Regions from separate parts of the Mus musculus genome. Here region 2 is linked to region 1. The links are chromatin contacts, called in public Hi-C maps. All regions are on one chromosome and are shown on one strand. The core of a region is the stretch at or near the end of the contact, and the rest is flanking DNA. Distances in the headings are between cores, read along the strand shown.

Region 1 (3,603 bases), core at 480-2,979:
TGACTAAGCAGCCAGCTTTAAAACTTCATTATTATGCCTTTGGAGATGGAACCGAAAATGAGCAAACTGGTCTTCGGGTGCCAGAGAAGCTCCACATCAGATGATGATTCCGGCTGTGCACTTGAAGAGTATGCATGGGTCCCACCGGGCCTCAGGCCCGAGCAGGTAGGTAGGAAGCAACGCTGTCCCCTTTGATGTGCTTTCCAGGGAAGTGTGGAACCTCTCATCTCCCTGGCTGGCTTTGCTGTCTAAGGTCTGGTTTGGTTTCAGTAATGCCCTCCTTCTGCCATCGTGATTAATGCAAATGCAGGGCACCACAGGCGTTTCTGATAGGACTTTCACAAGTCACCTTTTAGGGAAGAGAAACGTTCCTCATTTGGAGTTTTGTTTTTTTTTTTTGTTTGTTTTTAAATGGTAGGTGGGGTGGGGGAGGGGTGTTTGTCTTTTGAAATGGGGTCTCACTGTGTAGTCCTGGCTTGCCTCCAATTCACAGAACTCAGAGATCTGCCTTCCTATGCCTCCCAAGTGCTGAAATTAAAGGTGTATGCCACTATTACATGTCTCAAAGGTTCAGTAAGGACAAAAGGAAATAGAAGGACGACCTCCAGGCCAGTTCTCCACAATGCCCCTCTACGGAAGAGGAATGTGGTGTTGCTGATAAACATGGCCTTTGACAACTACAGTGGGGATCAGAGACACATCATTGTGGCACATCCTTTGTTTCTCTGTTTTAAAGATGGGAGCGATCTGCCTGCCTGTTTTTATTTCCCAATATCCTTATGATGAGGTTATTAAAAATGGTTGGTAGATCCTGTACAGGCAAAGGTATCCTTCAGAATAGAAGATGCCACCAGTTCTGTGCCTGATTATGAGTTACTGTTCTTTGGGCGGTGGAAGGGAACCCCTTTTGAGATAGGGAATCTTGGCCTGGAGAGATGGCTCAGCGGTTAAGATCACTGACCACTCTTCCAGAGGTCCTGAGTTCAAATCCCAGCAACCACATGGTGGCTCACAACCATCCATAATGGGATCCAATGATAGTAACCGTAAGGAAAAGCTTCTAGAACAATACAGGAAGGAAAATTATGCTGGTGTAGCAGTTAGGGAAGTGGAGTTTTGACGAACTGTTTCGTAGAGAAGATCCTTCCTGTCTTTGGATGGCATGTGTTTGTAGGTCTGCTTCTAGCAGACAAGTCCCAGGTCCCTAAACTCCTTTTTTTTTTTTTTTTTTTTTTAACTTGAATGCCTTTGGTTCCATCTCAGCAATGCAGGATCCTGCGTTCATCTTTTAGGACGCTCCTAAAAGACAACAATCAGATTAGCTCAGCATCTCCCTTCTCCTGCTTCCTTGGGGAAAGTGAAGCTGGATACTGCAGCTCCCACCGGTGACAGCCTGCCATGCCGAGGCTGGAGAGAACCGTAGAATTCCGAGAGAAAACTGAGTCTATTTGTGTAGAGGCTGGGTGTTGGATCTTGTCACACAGCCTGTGTGGTCACTTACAGAAGTCACCCAGCACTCTCCCCTTGATCCCTCAGCTGACCTTTGCAAGACTAGGGAAGAAGAGTCGCCATAAATGTGCACATTTGATCGCGCATAATTTATGGTGCCCTTAATTGTCACTACAAATTGCATTCCTGAGGAGCAATTTAGCAGCTGGATGCTAGTGGATGCTAGCAGATGCAGGTTTGCACCTCTGCTGAGTTGGCTCAGCTGGTCCCCTCATTAGCTGCAGGAGGCCGAGCCCTGGAAAGGAGGGAAGGATAAAGGCAGGCGGCTCAGCCCTTCCTCCTGTGTACTGATGTCACCATGCCCTGCTTCTGCCTCCACAGATCCAGCTCTATTTCGCATGCTTGCCAGAGGAAAAGGTTCCTTATGTTAACAGCCCTGGGGAGAAACACAGGATTAAACAGCTCCTGTACCAGTTGCCTCCACACGATAACGAGGTATAGTAACAGGAGGAAAGCTAATTAGTAAAAAGAAAATAAACAGTAAGCATTGAGGGGTCTTTCTGAAGTCCCAGCTCGGCCTCTCTTAAAATGCACCCTAAAAATACAGCTTCTCTCTCTCTCCCCTCCCTCCCTCCCTTTCTCTCTCTCTCTCTCTCTCTCTGTTTCTTTCTTTCTTTCTCTCTCTCTCTCTCCCTCCCTCCCTCCCTCCCTTCCTTCCTAGAGAAGAGAGAGAACGCCACCATAGCAGGAAGCCCCACATGGGTTTTGTTGTTTCTGATAGTGTTTTCAGCCACCCAGCAATTAACTATCAGGAGCGGTTCCTTCCATGTGCAGGGTGGGCACCTCAGGGTGTTTCAGGATTGACCTGAGCGCCAGTAGAATGTGGAGTGAAAACAGCCAGTTTCAGCCTTCGGAGAAAGGTGGGATCCTTTCCTGCAGTCAGTTCACATTCAGAAAAGAATAAGCCACGCCTGTTCTGTCAGGTAGCACGCCTCTTTTCTAAAGACCGAGGTCCGTTCTACCTACCTACCTTCCTTCCTTCCTTCCTTTCTTTCTCTCTTTCTTCCTTCCTTCCTTCTTTTCTTTTCCTTCCTTTCTTTCTTTTTCTTTCTCTTTCTTCCTTCCTTCCTTCTTTTCTTTTCCTTCCTTCCTTTCTTTCTTTTTCTTTCTTTCTTTTTCTCTCTCTTTCTTTCTTTCTTTCTTTCTCTTTCTTTCTTTCTTTCTTTCTTTCTTTCTTCCTTCCTTCCTTCTTTTCTTTTCCTTCCTTCCTTTCTTTCTTTTTCTTTCTTTCTTTTTCTCTTTCTTTCTTTCCTTCCTTTCTTTCTTTCTTTCTTTCTTTCCTTTCTTTCTTTCTTTCTTTCTTTCTTTCTTTCTTTCTTCCTTTTCTTTTCCTTCCTTCCTTTCTTCTTCTTTTTTTCTTTCTTTCTCTTTCATTCTTTCCTTTTTCTTTCTTTCCTTTTTCTTTCTTTCTTTCTTTCCTCTTTCTTTCCTTTCTCTTTCTCTCTCTCTCTCTCTCTCTCTCTCTCTCTCTCTCTCTCTCTCTCTCTTTCTTTCTTTCTTTCTTAGACAGGGTCTAGATCTGGATCTGTAGCCCAGGCTGGCTTCAAACTCCCAAAGATCTACAGGTCTCTAGGTCATGGGTGCCTGGGATAGAAAGCGCGTGTGTCGCTTCGCCCGGCCATGCCAACTGAGGGTTAGAGGCAGGGCAGCTAGGCTTCCCTGTTTGACTTCTTGAAACTCTGGGAAGGAAGGGCTGTAAGGACGGCCCGCCGTGACGCACTTCCGTCCTCCCCTGTGAAGGTGCGGTACTGCCAGTCTTTGAGCGAAGAAGAGAAGAAGGAGCTGCAGGTGTTCAGTGCTCAGAGGAAGAAAGAAGCTCTGGGGAGAGGAACCATCAAACTCTTGTCCAGAGCTGTGATGCACGCCGTGTGTGAGCAGGTAGGCCCTCTCTAGAGCGAGCAGAGGGTTGGTGGGAGCGGCGGAGGGTGACCCAGAGGGTAGGTGATGGCTGCCGTGAATGCATACCCTAGCTTCTTACTCACTCTGCTGTGTGACCACAGGAGTCGGTCTCATTGAACGAAACTGGGTCTTGCAGGGGGGAAACCCTGTAGTTAAAACATATCGATATAATGAAGACATTTTGACCCCCTCACT
Region 2 (3,603 bases), core at 723-3,222, 890 kb before region 1:
TGCGTGTATACTTTCACGACAGCTGTGGCTGTCTGCATTAAATCTGCATTTAGTTCATGCAAGTCAACGTTCTAGCTTGGAGTGTGACCGGTGCATGGGCACACACCAGCTGTGGACAGGTCATTTCTGGGGGGACAGGAGTCTGTTTTCTATACCGGTGAGTTTCACTATAGTTTAACCGCACTCCAGTGAATGGCCCTATTAACCGCACTCCAGTGAATGGCCCTATTCCCAAGAGTAAGTAGACAATGCAAACTGGACTCCTCCGGAGGCTATTAAATAATAGGACACAAAGTTGCGAGAATACTGGCAAGTTGGGAGCAGACCTGGGAGGAGTTGGGGGCGGGGAAAGGCGGTGACTGGGGGCAGAACATATTGTATGGAATTCTCAGAGGATTAATTAAAATATATCTATAAGATTAGAGTGACACAGACAGCACATGAACTGTCCCATGAACACAATATTTCCAAAATGTCAGATGTGTTGAAAACGAAACGCTCCGTTACCAGCACTGCTTTGATGCTTTGAACCTTCAGCGATGAAAACAAGGTGTCTCTCAGCAGTCGGGTAGCAATTAGTGTGGTATGATTCTGGTTTCGGGTCTTTGTAGGTGGAAAGGCCTGGCTCCAAATGCCAAGATGTACTCAGAGCTGCATGCCATTAAAGTGCCCAGCGTGGAGGATGGTAAAGGTTAAACGCACAGTTGTGGGTAAAGTCCGTTGTTGTTCTCTTTAAGACCACCACATTCTAACCTAAACCTGCCATGCTCTCTAATTCTCTGGTGGATGGAATGGCACTGGTGGGAAAGTGGGAAGGAAAAGAGGAGCGAGTGAGGATTACCATACCACCACCCAGCTGGGGATTTCACCATCAAATATAAGTTTCGACTCTCCCTTCCTGAAACTCTTCTACTACCCGTGCTGCCAACAACAGAAGATTGATACCGGTGACATGGAAGGAGGGAACGTATGGTTAGAGGGCAATTTCCAAGGCCAAGAGCCCAGAGCGCAACAGTGACTGCAACAGTGACTGTAAGCCAAACTGAGCTGCAGTCACCCCGTTGTATCCGTGAAGGTTTGCCTTCCCTGGTTAATGGCCTTGGTTGGATTTCAAGGCTCCCAGCCCCTCTCCCCCGTTTTTTTCCGTTCTGGTAATAGAAGTAATTGCAGATCCTGCAAATCAAACAGGTGAGCTCAGGACACGAGAAGTACCCTTGAAAAGAAGCTGTTTTTCTCTTCATGCTAAAGTTTGTCCGTTGCAGTAGGGCCTGGCCTTGCGCACGGATTCAGAGCTACAGATATTGTTGACGAGAGTTAACATTGACAGAGGGCTTTCTTCACTCGGTGGAGAGATTGGTCCCAGAAACAGGCAGATGTTCCGTGGTTCTTGACATTTGTATGTTTTGGGGAGAGTCCTTTGTGCATATTTAAGCACAAAACCAAAGGCGCAGACAGGCAACAGTAATCACATGTGACTGGAGTTCTGGAGACTCCAATGACCTCCTTGAACTTCCTCAACCAAGAGAGATAGGTTAATGCAGTCATACACAAGTCTTCTAGCTCCGTATCCTCCAAACTCCAGAGTCTCCCTGCACACAGGGACCCTCAAAAAACTGAGCCTCACCACAAGCTCCATGGATAGCATCCGGTTACGGATGGTTATTTTGCGTGGGAAGCCGAATAGGACCTCTCAAACGTGAATTGCATAGGCCCCGGTCTGACACTTGTCATTTCACTCCGTGCTCCTATCACCTGTCAACGTGCGTGGGGTCTGGCTGGTCCTGGGGACGCGGAGCTGCAGCCAGGGAGGTCCCGGTGCGCGCGCCCGCGGGCGGGGCTGCGCGGGGCAGGGGCTGCGCGGGAGGCCGAGCCGCCGCGCCTCCCGCTGATTGGTCGACCAGGTCCTGGGGGGCGGGCCCTCCGCCGCCCCGCGCGCCCCGCTACTCTGGCTCGGTTCCCGCTGGGCCGGGCAGCGAGCGCTTCCCAGGGTGGCGCGGGAGCGCGGGGCGCGCGGGCCTGAGAGAGCCAGGCGGGCAGCGCGCGATGAGGCAGCGGCGCCGGGAGCGGGGACTGGCGGCGGGGCGAGGCGAGCCGGGGTGCAGTCCCGGGTGCTCAGGAGGCTGCTGAGACGCCGCGGAGAACCGCTAGAGCGCGGAGGAGGGCAGCGGAGCTCGGGGAGCCGGCGGCCCTGGGGCGGCCTCCCAGTCGGGATCCCCTCCCCTGTGTGCAGCCATGCGGGTGGCCAAGTGGCTGACCGGGTTGCTCTGCCCGATCTCGCTCCTTCTCACTGGGTCCTGGGAAGTTCGTTTCCACCCACGACAGGGTAAGGTCGCCGTGGGCGCTTGGGCCGGGTGCGAGTGGGTGGTGCAGACTGGTTGGAGACCCCAGGCCACCCAGCTCAGAGCATCCCCGAGGACTTTTTTGGTTGTCGTGGAATCTCTGGGGACACGCTCTCCTGATCATGCGGCGGGCACGCGTGGGGCATGGAGCAGCGTGCATCCGGACAACACGGGTTGCTGGAGGCTGGGAAGAGAAGAGGGGCTGGCAAGGAGGTGGCTGCGCTGGGTGGTGGGTGGCAAGGTCTGTATAGAGCATATAGGACCCGTGGGAAAGCAGTACATGCCCACGGTGCCCAGGTGTGTGCGTGTGTGTATATCTGTCGTGCCCCTGAGACTGACCAAAACTGGGGACCTTGGGTAGGGATGCTTGGCTCAAGAGCTTGTGGGTTGGACAGCGTCGGGGCTTCATAGACATTTCGCTGTGTGTTGCAGAAGCCCTGGTGAAGACTCTGGCCTCCTACGAAGTGGTGACCCCCACGCGGGTCAATGAGTTCGGAGACGTGTTTCCCCAGAACCGGCATTTCAGCCGGAAGAAACGTAGCTCCGGGGTGCCGGAGCCTCCTCCGTTCAGGACCCACTACCGAATCAGCGCCTACGGGCAGCTCTTCCAGCTGAACCTGAGCGCTGATGCGGCCTTCCTGGCTGCAGGCTACACTGAGGTGCACTTGGGGACCCCGGTACCTGGACCAGGCGGGCGCAGCACGGAGTCCCCAGACCTGCGCCACTGTTTCTACCGTGGCCAGGTCAACGCGCGAGAGGACCACACTGCTGTCTTCAGTCTCTGTGGAGGACTGGTAAGCCTGATTGTACCTCCCTATGAGTTTTCTCTGATCCAGGCCAGGGCTGTCTGGGGATTGGGGCATGGTGGGTGGTTCCTAGTAGGTTCCTTGGAGTCCTCAGAGACCACCAGAGAGAGGAGCCTAGACCACAGGCAGAGAGAGAGCATCTTTCATCCATTTGTCACGTGCTCCAGAGGCGCTCAGGAGTGGCCTCTGGGTTCTGCTTCTACAACCTCCGGGCAGGATTTTTATGGGCAGCTATTGGTGCCCAATCCCCTGAATTACTTAACCTTAGTAAATGTGTCAGAAAGGAAGGAAAAATTATTGAATATGCACAATTGAATAAAAAAAGGCTCCCGAGGCTGACAAGATTTGGGGAAAGTTCGTTTTGTTTCTGTATGGGGATGTCCATCCACGGAAGAAGGAAAAGGTAAATGCTAGCTGGATCTGGAAAGGTATGAAATATGTCCACAGATATAGTTGCT

What was found. Hi-C and Micro-C count contacts between places; a contact is called where the count stands out from the background.
Region 2: a contact with region 1 is called in a Hi-C map of cortical neurons, with 4 times the contacts expected there. The contact joins the promoter of Adamts20 here to the enhancer-like site in region 1. A contact is called at or near these places in 2 of 484 Hi-C or Micro-C datasets (cortical neurons and embryonic stem cells) and 2 of 115 datasets of contacts at active chromatin or transcription factors (astrocytes and bone marrow-derived dendritic cells).

The regions. Positions count from the first base shown.
Region 1 is chr15:93,509,012-93,512,614 of GRCm38.p6, reverse strand. It overlaps Prickle1 (prickle planar cell polarity protein 1), which reads left to right. Exons shown (of 8, transcript NM_001033217.5): 2 at 1-165; 3 at 1,831-1,944; 4 at 3,250-3,387. The coding sequence starts at 34. Among named protein-coding and RNA genes, the nearest start is that of Prickle1, 85 kb to the left of the region's middle. Within about 2 kb of position 1,729, at least 33 of the 459 cell types and tissues checked have an H3K27ac peak or open chromatin away from gene starts, as enhancers often do. A contact at or near this core is called in cortical neurons, where this site is marked.
Region 2 is chr15:94,402,719-94,406,321 of GRCm38.p6, reverse strand. It overlaps Adamts20 (a disintegrin-like and metallopeptidase (reprolysin type) with thrombospondin type 1 motif, 20), which reads left to right and starts at 1,972. Exons shown (of 39, transcript NM_177431.5): 1 at 1,972-2,323; 2 at 2,772-3,133. The coding sequence starts at 2,233.